2 separate regions of the Pan troglodytes genome follow, and region 1 is linked to region 2. The links are chromatin contacts, called in public Hi-C maps. All regions are on one chromosome and are shown on one strand. Each heading gives the region's core, a stretch centred on a gene start, on an enhancer-like site or on the middle of the called end of the contact. The rest is flanking DNA. Distances are from core to core; before and after follow the strand shown.

The links. Hi-C and Micro-C count contacts between places; a contact is called where the count stands out from the background.
Region 1: a Hi-C map of induced pluripotent stem cells shows a contact between it and region 2, with 3 times the contacts expected there. The contact joins two enhancer-like sites. A contact is called at or near these places in 4 of 7 Hi-C or Micro-C datasets (blood, induced pluripotent stem cells and stem cell-derived neural progenitor cells) and 1 of 1 other capture datasets (stem cell-derived neural stem cells).

The regions. Positions count from the first base shown.
Region 1 is chr13:77,027,113-77,029,936 of NHGRI_mPanTro3-v2.0_pri, reverse strand. All of the region lies in intron 2 of CHN1 (chimerin 1), which reads left to right. Among named protein-coding and RNA genes, the nearest start is that of CHN1, 15 kb to the left of the region's middle. Within about 2 kb of position 1,271, at least 12 of the 24 cell types and tissues checked have an H3K27ac peak or open chromatin away from gene starts, as enhancers often do. A contact at or near this core is called in induced pluripotent stem cells, where this site is marked.
Region 2 is chr13:76,807,742-76,810,482 of NHGRI_mPanTro3-v2.0_pri, reverse strand. No RefSeq gene overlaps it. Among named protein-coding and RNA genes, the nearest start is that of CHRNA1, 7.2 kb to the right of the region's middle. Within about 2 kb of position 1,307, at least 10 of the 24 cell types and tissues checked have an H3K27ac peak or open chromatin away from gene starts, as enhancers often do. A contact at or near this core is called in induced pluripotent stem cells, where this site is marked.

The DNA.
Region 1 (2,824 bases), core at 22-2,521, 220 kb before region 2:
AACAGTTAACATTTCCAGATCTCTTATATATTGTTTTTGTTAACTAATTATCTTATTTTCAGGCTTTAACAGAAAAAATACATGTATTCCTGCAGTATTGTTTCATGTCAAGGGCAGGTATATCACTTACTCTGGAATTGGTTCCTTTTGCTAGCTTATCTTTTCCCAAAAGTTTCCTGTGAAATTACAGTTACATTTATACTGTTATATTTTATAAAAACCTCTTTATCCTTCTTTTAACTTTCAAACCAGAGGAGAAGGGACACTAAACAGTATCTATAAACACAGGGCTTGTTATAATCCAGGTTGATTTTCTGGCCCCTTTAATGTTGTCATGTGTCCGGTAGTCAACTGGAAACAGAAACCTTCTGGGGGGACCATGCTAAAGGTAGGAAAAATGATGGGTTCTTCTGCTCTGAGAGCTTTTCTCTCTTCTTTTAGACTTTTCTAGGCTGTTAGCAAGGAATTGGTGAAGGGAAGCCTTTCTTTGTTCAGGTCTCCCTTTCAGACCCTGGTGGGTTAGCCAAGTTCATAGGACGTTTACATATTAGTCCTCCACTTAAAAACTAGCTTGTGTTTTGAAGGTTGCTGAATAGATGTCACTAAGTAGTAGACCAAAAAGCTCACCCTAATGATTGTTTTATAGAATGGAATATATTAAACCATGACCCTTTTAAAAGATGCAGTCAGTGGTTTATATGACATTTCACTTATTGCTTATTATAATATTTAATTCTGAAAAAAATGTTTTGATGAAATTGACTTTACTACTCCTGTAATTTGTTCCTATAAGATGATTTTGCCTATTAAGTCTTCGGATGGTATTTATTACTATTCTGAGATTTGTATCTCAAATTTGGATGTTATAAAGATGTCATTATATATGTGTACAGCATATGTAATTAAAGATGAGAGCCATGAAAATGCAATTCATGTTTCTTTTATCATAATGTTTAAAAGTTGACCAGATATTTTAAAGTTATTATATATTCCTGGGAAGAGAAATGCTTCTCTGGGCGTGTCGGTTCATTTTTTTTAGTTGAAGTTAAAAGGATAGATTATTTCAAAAGAACAAGAAAAGGAACAAGATGGATTAATAATACAGTGGTAAAAAGAAAGGGGGCAACAGACATCGCTATACAGTAGGGACACTTGCAGAATACTTAAAGGCTTGTCATCCTGAATTTTCCGGACACATGGCTCTGCAGTTCTCTGGAGAGCCACAAGCCCCTTTCTTGCAGGGGCGGGACAGGTTGGTGGGGATTGGAGTGGGTAGGGGAAGATCTGCTGTTCCTAGGTCTCTCCAGACAGAGGAGCTCTTGCTTTCTCTTTTAGTGTTTATTTGTTCCTCTCTTCTCCCTCCCTCTCCGTCTTCCCCGCCCCCCCCCGCCCCCCCCCCGCGACCTCGCACTCTTGCTCTTGCGCTCGCGCGCGCTCTCTCTCTCTCTCACACACACACACACAGACACACCACACACACACACCCCACGCACACCAAGTCTGCCAATGTCAGGAGCAATGGGAAGGAAAGAGCAGTGATCGAACACACAGATCCCAGAACTTACTCTTTCGGATGAGACATTATTCAGCTCAAGATGCCTTCTCATGTCACTCTTCTAATCAAAACTTCTTCTTTTACCTTTATTCAAGTATAATAATTGATCTTCAGAGGCATATGACAATTTTTAAACTTTTTTTTGAAATAATTTTTAGTTAAAGGTTGATCAAAATCTTAATAGAAAAAGTCCAATGTTTTCAGGTCTTATCTGTTTGTACCAGGGGAAGAAGGAAAATTGATGTATGTTATTTACATTAATATTAGATAATTTGTAAAAGATCTGTCCCAAAATAGTTTTTTTCATTGGTAAGAGTACATTTAAGATAAACATGCAACTTTTTTTTTTTTTTTGAGACAGGGTTTCACTGTGTTTCCCAGGCTGCAGTGTGGTGGTGTGATCACTGCTCACTGCAGCCTTGACCTCCTGGGCTCAGGCGATCCTCCCACCTCAGCCTCCCAAGTAGCTGAGACCACAGGTGCGTGCCACCATGCCCAGCTAATTTTTAAATAATCTGTAGAGACAGGGTCTCCCTGTGTTGCCCAGGCTGGTCTCGAAGTTCTGGGCTCAAGCACTCCTCCCACCTTAGGAGGAACCTTCAAAGTGTAATTCTTCAAAGCTCCAGGATTACAGGTGTGATCCACCATGCCAGGCCTAATATGCAACTTTAATATGTTGCTTACTGTGTGTTTTCAGCTGTCATAATTATTAGGTGGCAAGGCACAGTTTTTAAAAGTTGACGTATTTATCTTTTTTTTTTTTTTTTTTTTTGAGTTGGAGTTTCGCTCTTGTTGCCCAGGCTGGAATGTGGTGGTGCCATCTCAGCTCACTGCAACCTCCGCCTTCTGGTTTCAAGCCATTCTCCTGTCTCAGCCTCCCGAGTAGCTGGGATTACAGGCACCCGCCACCACACCTGGCTAATTTTTGTATTTTTAGTGGAGACGGGGTTTCACCATGTTGGCCAGGCTGGTCTCGAACTCCTGACCTTGTGATCTGCCCACCTCAGCCTCCCTAAATGCTGGGATTACAGGTGTGAGCCACCATGCCTGGCCTTGTTTATCTTTTATTTTAAAATTTAAACAGGTTTATGGTAATACAGTTAAACTACATAGTTCATAGGACTTTTAGCAGATTGAGAGATGAAGACTTTATAATAGATTAATTTCACTACTATTTTTGAAAAAATGCAGCAGCTTTTAATAATAAATACCATTGAACAGTACTTTTTCTGACTTACGATTTGAATGCAGACAGAAATGGTAATGTGA
Region 2 (2,741 bases), core at 58-2,557:
CATTTGTCATTGAACTTAGCCTCCCAAGCTTCTTTAGTTTTCCTTCAGTCTGTTATTACCCAGACTGTGTGTAACAAAGAAAAGTTCAAGACATACTTTTTGCTACCAGCAGGGGGTACAGGAAGGACACATCAGATTCTGCGCCACACTCATTTTTCTTGGTTTGTGTCTGTCCCAGAGAATATGAGAAGCTGGCCATGGAAGAATTCTGCCATCAAAGCATTTCCTGCATTGATCAAGTGGTTGGACCCCAGAGCTGCCATGGCCAAGGCCTGGCTTCAGTTCGTGTTGACTCTGCGTGGTCCTGTAGCCACAGTCCACGCTTACTTCTGCCAGGGGTCCACTGGGTCAGAAAGTACCCCAGAGACAAAGTATCCCTTGAGAGAAAGAGGCGCAGATTTTTCTCCTCCTTCTGAAAGGAAAGTTAAGAGAAAGATTACATATATAATTTAATGTACGCACACGTATATTTTAAAAATCAAAGCACAGCTGTTCTAGATGAAGGAAGGGTGGGAAGCAGGGAGCACCACCCTTTTGGCCACTCCTCCCCGTCCGCGATCTCTCCTCCTTTCCTTCTCTCATGGCCACCTCAGGAGAGCTTCCTGGAGCACAGTTTGAACCATGAGTGTAGTGGACAGAGCACCGTGTTTGGGGTCAGAAATATCAGATTCCCCTCCTGGTACTTGGATCTAAGTGAGCTCAGACACATGACATAGGTCACGTGCACAGCTGAGCTGCTGCAAGAATGAGGTGGTAGCTAACAGGATTGCAGTACAGGGTGATTTCCCCTCTACCGTTAGACCCAGAGAAAAAGGGAGATTGTGAATCAGGACGGGGGCAAATCCATCCCTGCCCCTGGAAGAAACAACACCAAGGTCGGGGGAACCCATGATGAGTGGTCAGCAACCTCTTTGTATGTAGTTAGAAGACTTTGTGTAATCCAGTGGTAACAAACCCAATCATTACTACAGACTGTCAGCGTGATTGCATAGCACTGAGCCTGGCTGAAAAAAAAAACAGAAGAAACTGACCATTGCAGACAGAGTGAGACATGACAGAGGCAGGTCATCTGGTGTAAACCGGATGAAATCTCACGCCTGAAGAAGCCTAGATTTGCACATGAATTGCCTTTGGCTCTACAGCCCTCCAGTACAATTACTCAGAACTGTAAGCTTGTGAAATAGAAATGCAAAGTCGGGTTCTTTCAGGGGCTTAGAGTTGACCCCTCTTTCTTGACTCTTCTGAGGAGCACCTGTAGTTCCTGGGGTGCCTTCCTCACCCGAAAGGGCCTGCTGGGCTGGCTTGCTGGAGTTTCCAAAACACAGGCCCTGGGGGCACAGCAGGAGAGACACCTCATCCGGAGAGAGCCTCTAGCGCTCGGCCGCCACTTTAATAACCATTTGTTGCCACCTGCTGGCCACTGGACCAAGGCACTCCATGCTGGAAACAGGAGTTTGGCTAAGAGTTAGCCAGGCCCCAGGGAGCTGCACCCAAATGCAGACAGCCTGTGTTTTCTCCAAAGAAGTGACCTTGGGAGGATCCACAATTATTCCATTCATTAAGCCACACAAGAAGGTGGATTTTATAAAAGAGATATACTTCATTCATGCATTAATTAGTCAACTGCAAACACTTTTGGAGCTACATGCAGGTACCCTGCATGGCACTGGGGGTGACTGATAGTCACATTTTATTTTATCCCCAAATGACATTATCTAGTATGATCTTCTACCCTATTCATTGAATTAAGCTTTACATCCATTCATTCCCTCATCAGCAGTTATTTACTGACTGCCTACTGTATGACAAGCTGTCAGCCAAAAGCTAAGGATACAGTGGTGAGCAGAAACAGGTGCCATCTCTGCACTCACTGGGTTGCAGTCTAGTGGGAGAAACAGACGTTAATCAGATAATCACACAAATAAATGTAACATATGCACCCTGACAGGTATAATAGAAAAATATAACCGTGAGAAGAGCAGGTCTAAGTGACTTTGGTTGATTCTAAAATGGAGATTTAGCTATTTGATATGCGTTAAAATTATTTAACATGTTTTCATTTTCTGACCCAGCACTTCTACTCTTAGAAACTCATCCTAAGGCAATAGTTAGAAAATTGGGCTGATTTCTATGTATAAGGATGTCCACTGCATGATTATTTATAAAAGCAAAAATTAAAAATAAAAAATGAAAACATCCAATGGTAAGAAATTGGTTAAATGAATTATGATACATTCAAAAAAGAGAACATTCTCAGGCATTGAAAATGAAAATGGACCAGGCACGGTGGCTCGCGCCTGTAATCTCGGCACTTTGGGAGGCCAAGGTGGGCGGATCACCTGAGGTTAGGAGTTCGAGACCAGTCTGGCCAACATGGTGAAACCTCGTCTCTACTGAAAATACAAAAAATTAGCCAGGCATAACGGCATACACTTGTAATCCCAGCTACTCAGGAGGGTGAGGCAGGAGAATCGCTTGAGCCTGGGAGGCAGAGGTGCAGTGAGCTGAGATCATGCCACTGCACTCCAGCCTTGGCGACAGAGCAAGACCCTGCCTCAATTAAGAAAAAAAGAAAAAGAAAAGAAAAGCATATATAGTAAATCCCATTTGAAATTGTTTTTCTGAGACCGAGTCTCACTCTGTTGCTCAGGCTGGAATGCACTGGTGCTATCACAGTTCACTGTAACTTCCAACTCCTGGCCTTAAGCGATCCTTCTCCCTTGGCCTCCCAAAGCACTGGG